Regions from separate parts of the Gossypium hirsutum genome. Here region 2 is linked to region 1. Evidence: chromatin contacts called from public Hi-C data. All regions are on one chromosome and are shown on one strand. The core of a region is the stretch at or near the end of the contact, and the rest is flanking DNA. Distances in the headings are between cores, read along the strand shown. Region 1 holds the start of LOC107899504 (probable 2-oxoglutarate-dependent dioxygenase SLC1). Region 2 holds the start of LOC107899499 (thaumatin-like protein 1).

What was found. A called contact is a pair of places that touch in the nucleus more often than the background predicts.
Region 2: a contact with region 1 is called in a Hi-C map of leaf, with 2.6 times the contacts expected there. The contact joins the promoter of LOC107899499 here to the promoter of LOC107899504 in region 1. A contact is called at or near these places in 3 of 34 Hi-C or Micro-C datasets (all in leaf).

The regions. Positions count from the first base shown.
Region 1 is chrD04:40,056,921-40,060,828 of Gossypium_hirsutum_v2.1, reverse strand. It overlaps LOC107899504 (probable 2-oxoglutarate-dependent dioxygenase SLC1), which reads right to left and starts at 1,774. Exons shown (of 3, transcript XM_016825234.2): 1 at 1,605-1,774; 2 at 645-1,515; 3 at 19-567. The coding sequence starts at 1,508. The coding sequence ends at 322.
Region 2 is chrD04:40,350,313-40,354,220 of Gossypium_hirsutum_v2.1, reverse strand. LOC107899499 (thaumatin-like protein 1) reads right to left here and starts at 2,003. Exons shown (of 2, transcript XM_016825228.2): 1 at 1,955-2,003; 2 at 1,125-1,810. The coding sequence starts at 2,003. The coding sequence ends at 1,125. It overlaps LOC107899498, which reads right to left and starts at 2,044. Exons shown (of 11, transcript XM_041091153.1): 1 at 1,955-2,044; 2 at 886-1,810; 3 at 634-769; 4 at 1-104. The coding sequence starts at 676.

The DNA.
Region 1 (3,908 bases), core at 525-3,024:
TGGGTGAAAACAAGAGAATTAAACCAATTAAATCTTTCGATATTATCCATGCTTATGAATACATTTTATTATGTTTGATAGTACAACTTCCCATTTGTCTTTGGTCTTTATTTCTGGAACCTAGCATTTATAACGTAGGGAAAAGGCAGGCTAAGGGGGTTTTTTTTTTCTCACATTATAGTTGACCTAAAGAAAAACAAAACAAAGTATAAATTAAAAACAATATACATGCATTTCAACTAATACTGTCTACCTAATAATTAATTGGTAATATGCTATAACAAAAGTCAACACACGTTGTTTTCTTTCCAATTTCAGGGTTCATGTCAATTTCCTAGACTCCAAGAAATTCTTTTTCTTGGGCTCACAAGATGAAATGTATTCAAGGAAAGTGGCAAAATCTGTATCTTTATAACGCCGTGGATTTACTTGGTCAATCAATTTAGGTGATGGTCCAACCATGCAATTGAAAGGCAGACTGTGCAGTGAGGCCACCGATAGTCGTGGCTTTGCTGGGTTCACAAATACTCTGTGCAGCACACTTTTGTATCTCCCGTTGCTAAATATCTGCAAATAACACAAACCAAACTCAGTAATCATATAACATAAGCCCAGTTGCTAAATGAGTTGAAATTAGAGGTCACCTCAAGGTGATCACCGACGTTAACCACGAAGGAATTGGGCATAGGTTCAACAGTGATCCATTTGCCTTTGTATTGGATTTGTAAACCCTCGACTTCATCCTGGAGAAGAAGGGTCAAGAAACCGTAATCCGAGTGTGGTGGCATTCCTAAGGTGAGGTCAGGTTCAGGGCAGGGAGGGAAACAGTTAACCACCATTAGCTGGCTTCCATCATGGAACTGCTTTAGTATTTCATCATCTTCTTCTGTCTTTTCCTCAGTGGTGGCACCCCACAGGCCCAGGCTCTCCAGGATGGCCTCCGTGATCCTTATAAACAACCACTTGGTTTCTCTTGCGTAGGTAGCCGCCACTTCCTTGAAGTCCATGGGACAGGAAGGCCAATGAGGGAGAACATCCGACAATGGATGGCAGACAAGCTTTAAGAAATCTCTCCAACAGAACACTGAATCTTTTCTCTGGTTTAAGCTAGTCCCATATCGAACAGGGGAGGTCATGTCGGATGACATGTACTTTGCTCTTTCCTCGTACGGGAGACCGAAGAACCTGGTACTCACATCGATCATGCTTCTTATAGCTTCAATGGGGATACCGTGATTCACCACCTGAAAGAATCCATATTCTTCGCAAGCAGAGGAGAGGGAGTTGAGGACTTGGGACCGATTCGGGCCTTGTAATTCACCAAAATCGATTACAGGCAGTTTAAGACTAGACTTAGCCGCATTTGGATGCTCTTTATCTACTTTGGGTCGATCCGAAATTGGCAATATGTACTTGTTGGGAAGTTTGCTAACTCCATTTTCGAAAAGATGCTTCACTCCTTTCTGGAACTCATCATCGTTAGTTAGTGCCATTGCAGGGGGACACATGAATTCCCTGTTCATAAAAACAAAAAAAGTAATTCACAATATAAGTTAATGTTTGCATATGAATATGAAAGAAATGAAGAAAGACCGAGTACCCACCTAATAAAGAAAGGAAATGAAGCAAGTGGGAGGGAATAGGGATGTGAATGAAGGAGGGGGGGTTTGGAGTTTGATGTATTTATAGGAGAGAATGGAGGGAAGGGAAGACTACAGGAGCAAGTTTTGGGGAAAAAACCGGATTCGGATTTATGGATCCCAGGAACTGACTGCTTCCATTATGTAAACCAAAACCGTTGACAGATAATGAGTCAAAATCATTGAGGAATGTAGGGACTACAAAATTCTACCTAAAAATTAATCAGTCAAATCTTCTATTTCCTCCTCATTACTATTAACTTGGTAATTTGTTTGGTTTTACAACTTAAGAAATTCTTTTATTTACCCTTTGAATGTAAAAATCATCATCAAATTTAAATTATGTACTATAATCTATTTAATTAAATTCACATTTAGACAAATAATATAACTCTTTCTCATCTGTCTCATGTCTCTGACTTTTTGCATGCAGCTCATCGTCAGTGGGGTCCCTTTCCTATCTTCGCTCACTACAAATGAAAATGTTTTCTCTTCATTTAGGAAATTTTTTATTTTGAGTTTGGGCTTATTCTCGGTCAAAGAACAAGTTATACCTTTAATTATTACCACACCACTAGTTTTCTCTGTTAAGAGCTCAAACTTATGTCTAACTTAAAGATACCTATGTGAAGAAATTAAATTAAGAGATATGTTTTTTCTACCATTTACAGCATCACTTGTGATTTTAACCTTTCATTCCTAAGTTAGATCGAATATCTAAATAATTTAATATTATTTTATCTACTTAAAAAATTTAAACTCTAAACCTATAAATGGGTTTGGTATCCAGATTCATTTACGAAATCGTACAAGTCTGTGAAGCTAATAAATATTGCATCGGTGTAAATTGACTACTCCCCCTTTTAATGGTCCCCTAAGAAAAAACCCATCAAGTTTTGGATTCGATCGACACAGCTACAATGCGTTTTGCTGGCTGTTGTTTTTGCACACAAGTTCGGAAACAATAAAACAAATGAATTTACGAATTATTTTCGAAAATTCCAAAACAAAACACGACGACACATAAGCTTACAAAAAAGGAAGAAAAAGGTTGTCGACATCAAAACATAGAGTTGACAAGTTGTGGTATCACTTATTTTAATTATTTTCCATAACATACAATATAAAAAACTTGTTTCGCATTGGTTTAAACTAAATATTTTACAGATATATTATGAACTCTATGAATTTCAAATACAGTTCATGCTCGTGACTATACGTTGGATCAACCGACCAACCAATAAGCAACTCATTTACACGTAAATTTCGTCAAAATAGCAATGGATTATTACTATATAATTCAGAAACCACTAGGGTTTATGGTTTACAAGTTCGCTACAGTTCTCTGATGGACGCTCATCTCCTTGTTACCCTATACATACTTTTGACCATTTTTTGGTGAAAATATTATTTTAAAATTTTGAATTGGAAATCAAGTTTTTAAATTTGTTGATCAAGGGCGAAGGGATTAAATAGAGCTTTTTCATATTTTGAGAAGATAAAGTACAATTTTATCAAAGATTAATTTATAATTTAATTATTTCTAAAGAAACTAAATTGAATATTTTTAATTTTAGGGGCAAAGCCATCTCCAGCCCCTGGCTTCACCTTTGCGATTAGTGTCATGGATGTGACGGTAGGGATGAAACCAGAAATATTATGAAGGGGGATAAGATTCAAGTTTGTAGATTACACAACGATCCAATTTTTAGTTTTTATTATTGAAAGATTTTGCTTCAAGTTCAATTTGGATTAACTCTGGTGACCATTTTCACAATTAAAAGAAATTAAAATTTGTTTTTATATTAGTATTTATATATTTCAAAATTAATTTAATTAAAATATATTTTTTATCATCCAATAGTAACTCAACTTGAGTTGGCTGAAATAGATATTTCAATGTCACTTTAATCTAATTAAATTAGGCTGTATTTGATAAAAGTGTTAGAAAAAATTCAATTATTTTCGTATTCTATTTATTATCATTATCAAATAATTTAATTAAATTCAATATTTAATTTTTAATGATATACTTAACTAATTTTATAAATTAAATTACGCAATTAATGATCTTGCCACTTAACTAAAAAGTTGTTGACAACAATTATTTTTCAGTATTTATTTTTTAATATTTAATTTTTTAATTTATCAAATACATAACTTGACTACGTGTATAAGAGAATATGGCATGTGAATGGAAAGCTAAATATCCAATTATTGTAATTAGCATAAAATTAATTGATTTTGTACTGGAATTTTGATGTAATC
Region 2 (3,908 bases), core at 754-3,253, 290 kb before region 1:
AGCAATTGAGTCATCCACTTTATTTCCATCCTGTTTATCATCGAAATTAGTTAAGGTTACACTGGAAGCTTCATCTCTATCATAGGAGCACTCTTGCAAGGAACCTGTGCAACAGTTACCAAGATTAAAGGTTACAGTTCTCCAAAATGCTTATGTGCATTGCTAACTAAAACAGTCTCTCTATCTTGGAATCAGAACTTCAAAGAAAGTGATAACAGACTGAATGAATAATCATACAATACACTTAAAAGAACTTCAGAACCTAACAAGTTCTGTTCTTATCAAGTTGTTATACAGAATTATCCGTATAAAATAAGATCATTATGCAAACAGAACAAGTGGCAAATACATAATTATTCATAATGGATGCACTAAAATTTACGACGTTCAATATTTCTCCTCAAATAATATCCAAGATATCCATTTAGGGTCATTGACACCGTAACAATTACCCAATTCACAAGAGAATTTCATTCTTTAAGGAACAATCCTTCCTCTATAATCAAGAGTAACATAAAATTTGTGACTCCAGCAACATTTAAACATACCAAATTACACCAAAAAGATACGAAAGGTGATAGAATATGCGCAAGAGAGAGAGAGAGAGAGAGAGAGAGAGAGAAATTGAAATACCAGAAGCGGATGGGGAAGCATGGGAAGAAAAAGAGTAAGGCATAGGTTCAGCTTTCCTGGGCAGCTTACTGAAGTTTGGAGCATTTTCAATTTGATTCAATCCCTTTACCTTTTGCTTCTTCTTCCCGGGTGATTTCTTCTTTGCCATTGATGTAGACAGTTAGGCGATTGAGGGGGGGGAAAGGGTTTCCAAGAGGAACCCTAGAATTAGAAAATAAAAGAAGAGGGGAGAGTCTTGAGTCAGATGCTTACCAGTTACAACGTGAGAAATTGGGCTGAAATGGTCCACGTTTCGTGTCTTTTATTTTACTTACCTTTTTCCAACTCTGTTGCTGTATTCAATACTCTGCTGTCAACCAAAATAACAGTTTTTTTTCTGGGTTCAACTTAATTTGATTCATTCAGGATTATTTAACAACAGGACTTTGCATTTATTTAGTTATAGTTAAGCGCTGCAAATAAGAATTATTACAATGCCTGAATTGGTACAGTTATAAAGGACAGAATGTAACATTGTAAGCACTTGCCCCACTGCATTTGTATATTGGAGGATCGTTGTCTCCCGGATATGTATCTGCCAACGGACAAAGTTCCTTAAATCTTTTTGAGAAGTCATTAGGCTGGCAAGCCTGCCCCGTAAAGCTTCCGGTGCAACAATATTTGGGATCTTTCAACGCATCACATGGACTATTGCATCCCACATAGGCTCGATTTTTGTTTATAGCCACCAAGGATGGAGGGCACACATCTCCCATATCCTTGATGCAGTCAACTACGGGGCACACTCCGGACCCTCCAGCCAATGTGCCACCAATCGGTTGAATTCGGACTGGCACATTGAACCCATGGTTCAGGCTCACTTCGTAAGAGACCACATTCTGGTTAATGTCGAAATTCAGGAGTGTCACTGGTGGTTTTGGTGGTGGAGATTGGCAATCGACCGAGCCAGACCCACAGTCTCCGGTCTCGCAAGTGAAATTAACTTGGGAAGCATCGTACGAGCATTTCGTCCGTAACCAGAGGCTACCGGTCCAAGGATCTGGCATGGAGAATATTTCCAATGTGCCTGGCCCCCTTTCGGGATCACCATCGCCAATGGAAGGACTGGCTGATAGCCACACAGAGAATGAGCATTCATTGTCAAAGTTGAAGGTTAAATCAGATTGCACAAAATTACCTGTAAATTTAGATCAGCAATTAAGATGTCAGTCTCTCAACTTCAAAAATCTATGCAATTCAAGTAGACAAATCTTAATGTTTATCAATTGAGTTAAGCCTAATTTGCCATTGATACTAACAAAAAAAATAGGATAATAGCAACCTGAAATAACTAATATGAGGACAAGACTGAAAATTGCTTTACTGCCCATTGAAGCTTGAACCTTAAGTTTTAGATGGATATATACAATTTACATGCTTTAGAATGGGGATTATATACAAAACAGCTATTTATTTTTGGTAAAAACAAATAAGGCATAATTTGTAAGGTATCAAATTGAAAATTCATAATTTTATTAGTGGATTTTATATTAAAAGGATACCTTAAGTGTAAGAAGTAAATTAACCAATTGAAAAGGAAATTCATAACTTTATTAGTGGATTTTATATTAAAAGGATGCCATAAATGGAAGAAGAAGAAGAAGCGTATCTTTTACCTTAATTATGATTTCACCACCTGTTTAAGTTTATCTTATTTTGTATCCAACCAAATTTATCTTCTTTTTTTTTTTGAGAAAACCTAAATTACTGTGGTCCTTAATTACCAAAGAAATTACTATGGTCCTTTGACCCCAAAAAAAACAGGGTAAAAATACACTTGCATATACAATAATTATTTAGCTATACCTATTCCATAATATTATATAATGGAATGTTGTGAGAAATATTATTTTCCAAGTTATAATTCTAGAATTATATTAACAATTAAAATATATTAGAATTTACCGTTACCTTATAAAACATATACAATAAATTTAAATCGAATTGATATGATAAGATTTGAACTTTATTGAAAATGATTATCTATTATGGAATGTTTCACTCCCTCAATGGAATGTATTGTTCTTGTGGGGGGTTTGTCTTCCAAACTCCAAAGAAACTTAAAGAGTTCGCAGAATTTAGAGAGCGCATCAGTTGATAGTAGATATAACCTGAAGTCTCACAAGGTAAAGTCATGCTTAATTAATATTTTACATAATGCTAACACTTATCCCATAAACTTGCAAATTGTATTTATATCAATCGAGACGCTCATTAAACTCCATGAACCTCCTTGGACTCTTTTTCAAAATACAAGAGACAAAGCACCTCACGAAAACATTACTTTAAGAGACTTCATTGCAAATACTCATAAATAATAATATTGTAGACAACTAATCAGAATTAATATGGAAATAAATCTCCTTACATATTTGAAGTTTTTAGGCAAATTCAAAGGTAAAAATATGGGGTAAATTATATCTTTATTGATTCTAACTTACATAGAAGTATGGGAAAACCCGAAAAGTATATCTCATTCCCACCCATGAAAGCAAAACGACATTTACGTATGAGATTGTAAATGACTAAAATATGGAACAACTATGGTCTCTTAAAGGAAAAGAAAAAAAATAAAAGAAATTAATAACGTTTTTATTTATATCTAATACCAATTATATATATAGTATATTTAGGGTGAGTTTAGACGGACGGTGCATTTACCTGCAGTTAATATAAAAATAGCAGTAATGGTAAGATTAAATACTGTAATGATATTGTAATGTGAGACAAAAAGTAAACTAAACACACAGCACTGCACCACACCGCACCGTTCATCCAAACCCACCATTAGTCAAATACACCAAATCAGTTTACAAATGCAAAAAAATATGTGTTAATACAATAAAAATGTCTTTTGGTATATTTTTCATCTCAAACTATATATTGTAATTGATGGGCGTCGAAACCACCAAATATAAAATCCTACACTCTTAACTTAATTAAATAGTAGTATAGAGTAATAAGGTCGATCCCACAGGGACTGGGTTACTAATTTTCCTGTTTCCTTGACCAAATTTCTGAGTCTAGGTAGTTGTCGTGCCCTCGACCTGTGCGTGTAAAACTGTAAAATAAATGAAAGGGGGAATTTAGTTGATAGAGAAAATAAAATAAACAATAATATAATATAATATAATAAAAACGGATTTGAGATTGCAAAATAAAATTAAGTGAATTAAATCAAATTAGGGAATTAAATATATTAAAATTTAGCCTCAGCCTTGGTATGCTCCGAACTT